Regions from separate parts of the Capra hircus genome. Here regions 2 and 3 are each linked to region 1. Evidence: chromatin contacts called from public Hi-C data. All regions are on one chromosome and are shown on one strand. The core of a region is the stretch at or near the end of the contact, and the rest is flanking DNA. Distances in the headings are between cores, read along the strand shown.

Region 1 (2,700 bases), core at 127-2,626:
CAGCTCCTACTTTTCCCACTCAACTCCCCCCATGTGTCTGTTCAATGCTTGATTGATTTTTGTTTGTTTACCATTGATAATTAATTTTATTATTAATTAAACATTGTCCCTGACCTTTGGGGTTTCTATTTAAGATTTATTTTAGTTGATAACCAACAACAATGACCTTTTGTTGAATGTCTAACATATTTGTTTACAAATTTCATTAAACATTAATCATAAAGCAAACCTATGATGTCAGCTGTAGTTGTTGTTTAGTCGCTATGTTCGACTCTTATGTTGTCGGTACTATTACTATCCCATTGGAGGAAAGTAATCAGAGAGTTTTTGAGGCTTGTCCAAAGGCCCACAGTTAAAAAGAGGCAACACTGGATGCAATTCAAGAGCCGAGTCTTGGGGGGTCCAGCCTTTTTACTTGCCTCAACCCTGTAACTGGTCTTTGTGGAATGATTGCAGGAGGGAATGAATGAGTGAGTCAGTGAGGGAAGGAAGAAGACAGAATGAGTCAGCTCCTGCCCTCAGTGGAACCCAAAGGGGGAGATAAGATGTGAATGCAAATAACCAGAGCACAAAGTAAACAGTGATCCCACCAGTGTTTTGGAAGCAGTCTACTTTCTATCCCCTCCTATTTAACAATCTTACTTCTTTCCAATTTCTCCCTACCTAGAAACCACGGAGCCCAACACTGGGGCGGGGCAGTTTGATGCAGTAAGTCACCCATGTGGAGCTTCCCTGTGGAGCTCTGAAGCCCAGGAGCCCTGGTGGGGAGGAGGGAGGTAGAGGAAGGGATAGGGAGGAGGGGGGATGCAAAGTGAGAGAGAGAGACGACAAAAGCTTGAAGACAAGGAATAGGAAGGAGGTAAACGGAGTTGTTGTTTGGGGGGGATAAGGAGGACTAGGGGTAGGAGGTGGGGGAAGGGAGGGGAGGTGGGAATAGGGAGGCAGGAGGGAGAAGGGGTTAGGGAAGTGGGAAGAGCAAGGGGAGGAGGTGAGGTGAGGGGCGGGTAGTGAATGAGGAGGGAGACTCAAGGAGGGAGGAAGAAGAGGGACTAGAGAGAGGGAAACGAGAAACAGGGCTTGGGGAGGAGGAAATGGGGGAGGAGTTAGGGGAGTGGGAGAACAAGAAAGGGTTGGGGGAGGGAGAAGAGAAGAGGAGGAGGAAGGAGAAGAAGGGCGAGGGAGAAGAAGAGGGGAGGAGAGAGGGGGAGGAGGGCGAAAAAGCCCCCCTCTCCAGCCCCCTTCGCAGGGTTGCGCAACCCACTCGGGCTGGTATTGGCCGCTGGTGAGTAAAGACGCCACGCCCCCGATACGCGCTACGACCAATAGAAATAGGGGGCGGGGCTTAATACGTCCTGGGAGGCCAATGGGCGAGGGGGGGCGGGACTGCGTGGCCTGGGTCTAGCTTGCGCTCCTCGCGCATTCGGAGCCACAGCCGCTCTCGGAGCTCGGAGCTCGCCTTCTCTCGCTGCTGTCGCCAACCGCCCGCCCGCTTGCCCGCCCGCCTTCCGCGCGTCCCCGCCCCGCTCCGCTCCGATCCCTGCAGCTGGCCCCAAGCGCGCTCATCTTTCGCTGCGAGCACAGTATCCCCACTGCGGCCCCGCGGCGATGGCCACCAAGATCGACAAAGAGGCTTGCCGAACGGCGTACAACCTGGTGCGCGACGACAGCTCGGCCGTCATCTGGTGAGGAACTTTGCATTGCTCTTCGAGCCCCGCTGGCCTGAGCTCGCGAGGGGCCTGGTGCGCTGAGCCGTCTTCCAGACGGGACGGATTAAGGGTCATCCCCGTGCGGTCTCCCCGCAGCCTTAACCCGGGACAGCGTGGAAAGCCAGCGCTGGCTTTTCGCTAGCCAGAGCATCTCTTAGATTGTTCTGTGGAAGCTCGGCACCGTTCAGGCACCAACGCTGATGTGTATGTGTATGTGTGTGTTTTTCTCTTCTCCCAATCCAAAGGGTGACTTTTAAATATGACGGCTCCACCATCGTCCCCGGCGAGCAGGGAGCGGAATATCAGGACTTCATCCAGCAGTGCACAGGTAGGGAGACACGCCTTCTGGGGGACTCCCGGTCTTTTGGAACAAGGTCAATGCTAGGGAGGAGCCTGAGGCTACCCTGGGCGCCCCCAGCGCTGGAGGAACCAGATTGGAGCGTTCTAAAGCCTCCACAACGCCTTCTCTCCTCTGGGCATCCAGAACAACCAGAGGTGACCGGCAGCCTCCTCCCTCTCACAGTAACCTTTTCAGGCGGGACAGCTCCTTTGCCCCCATGGTCACTAGCTTTCCACCGTTAACTCACGGAGTTCCATACTCCAGGGTCCAGCCCTCCCGGGTTTCCCCTTTCATCAGTCAGAGAGCCAAAATAAAAACAATCCTGGTGCTTATTGAAGGAGAAAGGAACGGTTAGCGACAGCCCCCTCCTTTCTCCTGCCATCGTTGTCCATGTGCTGGTGATGTGTTTTTGTTTGTAGAATATAGAGCAGGATATGAGCACGTACATGCCATATGATCCCATTTATGTGAAATTTTAGAAAAGGCAAAGCTAATCTGCAGCGTGGAAAGTCAGAAGAGTGGCCCCGCTTGTGGGTGGCTAGCCACTGACTGGCAGAGGCACATGGAAGGTGGGGTGGGGTCTCAAGGGGTTGGGGATATTCTGTATTTTGAATATTCTGCATTTGGGGAGGCAGTTACACAGGTGTGTACACA
Region 2 (2,700 bases), core at 50-2,549, 72 kb before region 1:
GTTTGTACAGGTATCTGTATAAAGAGGGAGAGAACTTAAACACACCCCAATGATTAAGTGAGGTTCAACCCTAACCAGTCAATATGAATAAAAAATAAAATGGGGGCTCTTTGTACTTCTGCAATTTTTATAAATTTAAAATTATTTCCAAATAAAGAGCTTGCTGGGGCTGTTTTTAAACTAAAACTGAAAACACTCAGCTGTGAGGAAAATTTTTACCTACCCTCTTCTTATACATGTATGAAACATTTTCCTTCCTCTGGAGAATTAATAAATATAAAGTCTGTTTTTAAAGAAAAAGTTTTGGTGTTAAAAAAAAAGATAAAAATGAGTCAATGCCTGATTTCACAGGATTTACAATCTAGTGGGGAAGAAAATGGCACTGGCAATATGCATTCGTTTGTCCTGCAGGAGCAGCGAGAGCTGAAACTCATGACTGTGAGGCTGGCAAGGGAGGAAGTGCAATCCCACTTTCCCTGTCCCTGCCAAGCCTGCAGGGGCCGGCATGCCCAGGCACCCAGGCAACAGCCACTGCGAGCCCTCCATGGACCACAGAGCACTACAGAAATGTTGGCACTGTCATCAAGTGAGGCAGATCCCTGAGGTTAAAGCCAGGCCCACCAGAGTTGAATGAATACTGGAGTCAAGAGGAGGAACAAGAAAGCAACCACATATGCTCTTCTCCCAGCTGTGGTGCTGGGCCAGGGGGGCGGGGGGGGGGGGCCGGGGGAGGCCATGAGGGTCAGGACACAGCACAGGGTGCTGAGCCGCCCCATCCCCACTCTGGGAAGGGGCCTAGGGGTAGAGGGGTCCTCTCAACCAGAATAAAGCTCCACTTCCCCTCCCTTCCACTGACCCCAGCTCAGGCCTTCAGAACTCCTACTGTTACCGTCTGATTATTTTCCGATCTTTTCTAGAGAGAACATGAAAAATATATACACAAGAAACACATCAGGAAAAGGGGCAAGCCCTCGGCACAGCTAGGGTGGATGCAAGACACTTCACTGCAGCCAAGCTCCAGGGCGTGGCACTCTGAGTTGCCAGAGCAGACTCCAGAAGGCCCTCTAGGGCCTAGGGCTGTACAGCCTGCTAAAGGCACAGGCCGAACTGGAAATACCAGTGTTCCTGCTAAAGGAAAAGCAAAGACACAGCCTCAGCCCAGGAGAGGTGAGGAGAAGGAAAGGCGTTTGCCAGTCACCTGCGTGGTGCACTGCTGGCTCTCCAGGGATCCAATGCAGCCACAGGAAACAGCACCTCCTGCAGGAAGCAGGGACCCGGAGGACAACCCCCAGAGCAGGCACTAGGGGGCGCTGGAATACAGCTTCCAAGGTTTGCACTCTAGAAACAAGTCTTTGTGCAGGCTACCACCAAATTAGTGTCCTCCGCCTTCAAAAGGACTCAGGGACATAGGAGGTCAGCCTGAGGTAAAAACTTAGGCTACAAAGGCGTGATCAACAAACACTCTGCTGCATGTGTACTGCACTTCACAGATTCCACGGCAGTCAGGCATCTGTGAGCCAGACCCAGGCACAGTGTCCCAAGAACACTCAAAGCCCAGGCCTTCAGGGTCAAATGCCAGAAACAAGCACAGGAGGCAGAGTCTTCTCCTCCCTCCTCCCTCTTTCCCAACACAAAAGTGAATTTGGGAGGTAGGAGAAGATGTTAAGGACTAATACACTGGTGGCTCAGCAGTAAAGAATCCTCTTGCAACACAGGAGACATGGGTTCAATCCCTGGGTCAAGAAGATCCTCTGGAGAAAGGAATGGCTGCCCACTCCAGTATTCTTGCCTGGAGAATACCATGGACAGAGGAGCCTGGTGGGCCACAGTCCGTGGGGTTGAAAGAGTCTGGCAAGACTTAATGACTAAAGAACACTGCTCTGAGTGATAAACGCTTTAACTTCATCTCTAAAATCAGGGTATGCCAGACGAAATCCATCTCCACAGTTCTTCCCAGCTCCAAAAGGATCTCCTGGATCTAACCCGGAAAAACACAGCTTTGGGAATGTTCTCAGACTGACACGGCTACCAGGTGGCTGGCACCTGAACACATCATGCTGAGTGGAAGAGGCCAGACTCAAGGGCCACGCATTGCAAGAGTCCATTCACATGAACTGGGTGATATCCAGAAGAGGCAGATCCCCAGAGACAGCAAGGAGAAAGAGGGTGGCTGCCAGCGGCTGGGTGGGGAGGGATAAGGGAGTCCCTGTTATGGGTATGAAGCCTCTTTCTGGAATGATGAGGTGTTCTAAAATGGACTGTGGGGGTAGCTGCACAACTCTGTGAATATACTAAAAACCACCAAAATGTACAGGTATTGAAATGGGAGAACTATTAACAAATGAAGTTAAAAAAAAAATCAGATCAGTACTTGCATAAAAAGAACCATTCAAATTTCTTTTTTTTTTTTTTCACCAGGACCCAGTACCTGATGGATGGTGACATCTACTGAACAGTTACTGCTCAGTCTTAACTTTGGAAATTGGTGTGGGTGGCCTAGGGAACACCTGGAGGCGACAATGTTCAATACACAGCAGGAATTTCATTGATTTAATAGCATGTATTGAGCACCAACGATCCATGCTGAACTGTGCTTGACTGTCAGAACAAATTCTGAACAAGACAAAGTTTGGGACACCATGATATTTATAATTTTGTCACCGTGTGCGTGAACTGCGCATTGCTGACAGTACTACACAG
Region 3 (2,814 bases), core at 81-2,580, 94 kb after region 1:
ATTTCCTTAACTTAAAAAAATTTAAAAGATATACACCCAAGACTCTCAACTCCAGTGTGGGTTCCACACTCACAGCCCATCTTGGTTGGGATCTGTTAAAAGGCTTGGTAGCCACGCGTGGCCCGTGGCTGCACTGAACAGTGATCCTTCTCAGAGGGGTGTTCCTGGGGGCCTCTTCCGTCTCTCCCGCTTGCCGGTTGTCTAGTAGAAAAGTTACTTCTCCTAACCTTAGATAAGTCGCTGCCCTCCTCTGAGCCTCAGTTTTCCTTTTCTGTAAAGTGGGACTGCTTGCGGCTCCTATGCTGTCCCGCTGCTGTGAGCATTAAGTGAGAGCTGCGTGTTGGGCACCCGGTTCAGGCCCGGCCCATCGTTCGCTGGGAGCTGACATGTACTGTAGTGTCACAGTCGAGAGCCCAGGCTGCAGCTGCATCTGCTTCCCCTACTGTTCTGGCACCCTCCTGCCTGGCTGCCTGCTTCTCCTGGCCCGAGCGTCTCTTCTGGTTTTAACTGCCGGGGAGGAGGAAGGCCTGTGTCTCCATGCATCTTTGGCATTTAACTCCTGCTTGTTAGCAGATACCCCGAGACACCCTGTAGTGAGCTGGCTGCAGGCTTGTAGGCCAGACGTGCAGAGACCCCTGCAAAGCTTCTGCAAAACTGAGGACTTCCTCTTTGAGCCCGGGGTTGAACCCGCAGCCGGGGCGCCTGATTTTCACCTTATAAGGCAACCCCTGGAGGCACAGGTGAGCCAGGCTGCAGGGGCCTCGCTGCCCAGCCCCCACAGCGCTCCCAGCGGAGCCTGTGCAACGGGGATGTGACACCTTTTATGGTTTTCGAGAAGACCGAGTACCACAAAAGCAGGAACCCAGAGCTTTATCGTGGTGAGAAGGGCTCGGTTGACCTCCCAGACACTGACTGCAAAACCAGGATGCAACTAACCCCGCAGAGCGCCTGGCTCGCAAAATACCGTGAAGGAGGCTGCTGAATGTGCCCACAGGAGGCCAGAGGTGGCCACAGGAATCAACTGCAGAACTTAAGCCTTGGGGTGGGGGGTGGCGGTCAAGGGATGGGGCTAAATCCCTGAGCCCCAGGGCTCATCCTTGGGGTCTTCCCTGCCAGCCAACTTAGGTTTTCCCGCACAGCCCTTGAACCCTGTTGTGTCTTCAAGGGACACTACCCTCTCAGCTTCCACTTCACAGTGGCATCTGGGGCAGAGGGCAGGAAGGTCTCTGGGAGGTGGGCTCTGACCCAAGGCCTGAAGGTGAGGGGATGGAGGAAGTGGGACCCTCGTCCTGGTGATGGAAGGGCCCGTGTGAGCTGGGGAAGTCGGTGCGCTCCAGGCCTGAGGCGTGGAGAGGTGGCTTGGCCTTGCCGTGGGGCCCACAGGGTCTGCCTTGGTTGGTGGGAAGTTGCTGGAGTGTTTTTTAAGTGTTTTAAGAGAGGTGTGATCTGGCTTAACTGGTGGAAACTCACTTAGCTACAAGGACACTGGCCTAGATGGAGTGGGGGGCAACCAGCCTCCATCCTGGGCACCTCCTGCGGGGCTGGATGTGGGGCGCATGGGGTGTGGGGGCGCATGCGTGATGCCAGGCTCTCCGGACCCCACATGCCTGGTGCTGCTCCCCGGGCAGGGTGGCATGGTCTGCTCTCTAACTGTTCTCCATGGCTGCCCCCTCCTGGATTTTTCCTTCCTGTGACCCCTTCAAGGACACTGATGGTGTTTAACTTGGATCATTGGTGGGACCGGAAGAAGCAAGAACCTCAAGTAGCTGTCTTAGGGTCCCCTTTGTAAACCCTGGGCTGTGTGTCTCCACTTTGTTCTCCCACCGTGTGGCAGGCACCCCCAGGCCCTTCTTCTTACCCCACCCCCAGTCTCCTAACTGAACCAGGAGAGACAGGAAATGGTTTAAAAAAGTAAAACCTTTGAGAGGTCCCTGGTGGCCTAGTGGTTAGGATTCTGGGCTTTCATTGCTGGGGCCTGGGTTCAGTTGCTGGTTGGGGAACTGAGATCTTGCAAGCCACTCAGCACAACTACCGCCTCCCCCCGCCCCCCTCCAACAAAAGGAAACCTTAGAACACACACACACGATCCAAGGAGCTTATTATGGAGAAGGCGAGCAAGCGTACAGAGAATAAACTGGACAGGGCCGACCTTGGCCGGGTGATCAAGGTCAACCCCAGCAGTGAGGATTCTCAGGGACCACATGGACCCTGGACACGTTGCGGTGCGAAGGGCACTCTACCTCTGGCGTCTTCATCCCCCAAAGTCCAACCCCAGTCTAACCATGAGGAAAAGCTCCGATGAATCCCGTTAGAGAGCCACCTTACCAAACACCTCTCCCGGTTATCAGTAACCAGGAAAGCCTGAGAAACTGTTACAGCCCAGAGATGCCTAAAGAGATGTGATGATTAAGGAGAATGTAACGAGGAATCAATATTGGTTCATCAGTGGTGATGGATGTTCAGCACTAATGTGAGACGTTAGTCACAGGGGAAACTCAGTCTGAGACACACAGGAACTCTCTCAGTATCCTCTTCTCAACAAGCCTGTAAATCTAAAACCTGTTCTGAAATGTTCATTGTGAAAACTGACCAGAGCACATTGTTTTGTGGTGATCATGAGCGCCACCTTGTGGGCACATGACTACATTAGCTGTGCCGCGTCTGGGCTTGGGAAATGAAGAGTCCTGCTTTTAGCCCCTCGGTGGTGGTTCCTTATTCTGTGGGAAGAGCAAGCACAGGGTTCCTCGTGGCAGCCAGCATCTGTTTGCACCCAACCTTGGGTTGGAGACTGAGCCGATCCATCCCATTATCACT

Evidence for each region. Hi-C and Micro-C count contacts between places; a contact is called where the count stands out from the background.
Region 2: a contact with region 1 is called in a Hi-C map of blood, with 2.9 times the contacts expected there. The contact joins the enhancer-like site here to the promoter of COTL1 in region 1. A contact is called at or near these places in 3 of 5 Hi-C or Micro-C datasets (all in blood).
Region 3: a Hi-C map of blood shows a contact between it and region 1, with 3 times the contacts expected there. The contact joins the enhancer-like site here to the promoter of COTL1 in region 1. A contact is called at or near these places in 4 of 5 Hi-C or Micro-C datasets (blood and liver).

The regions. Positions count from the first base shown.
Region 1 is chr18:12,210,223-12,212,922 of ARS1.2, reverse strand. COTL1 (coactosin-like protein) reads left to right here and starts at 1,376. Exons shown (of 4, transcript XM_005691841.3): 1 at 1,376-1,682; 2 at 1,952-2,034. The coding sequence starts at 1,606.
Region 2 is chr18:12,282,275-12,284,974 of ARS1.2, reverse strand. All of the region lies in intron 1 of USP10 (ubiquitin carboxyl-terminal hydrolase 10), which reads right to left. Among named protein-coding and RNA genes, the nearest start is that of USP10, 21 kb to the right of the region's middle. Within about 2 kb of position 1,299, at least 3 of the 5 cell types and tissues checked have an H3K27ac peak or open chromatin away from gene starts, as enhancers often do.
Region 3 is chr18:12,116,212-12,119,025 of ARS1.2, reverse strand. No RefSeq gene overlaps it. Among named protein-coding and RNA genes, the nearest start is that of TLDC1, 13 kb to the right of the region's middle. Within about 2 kb of position 1,330, at least 1 of the 5 cell types and tissues checked has an H3K27ac peak or open chromatin away from gene starts, as enhancers often do.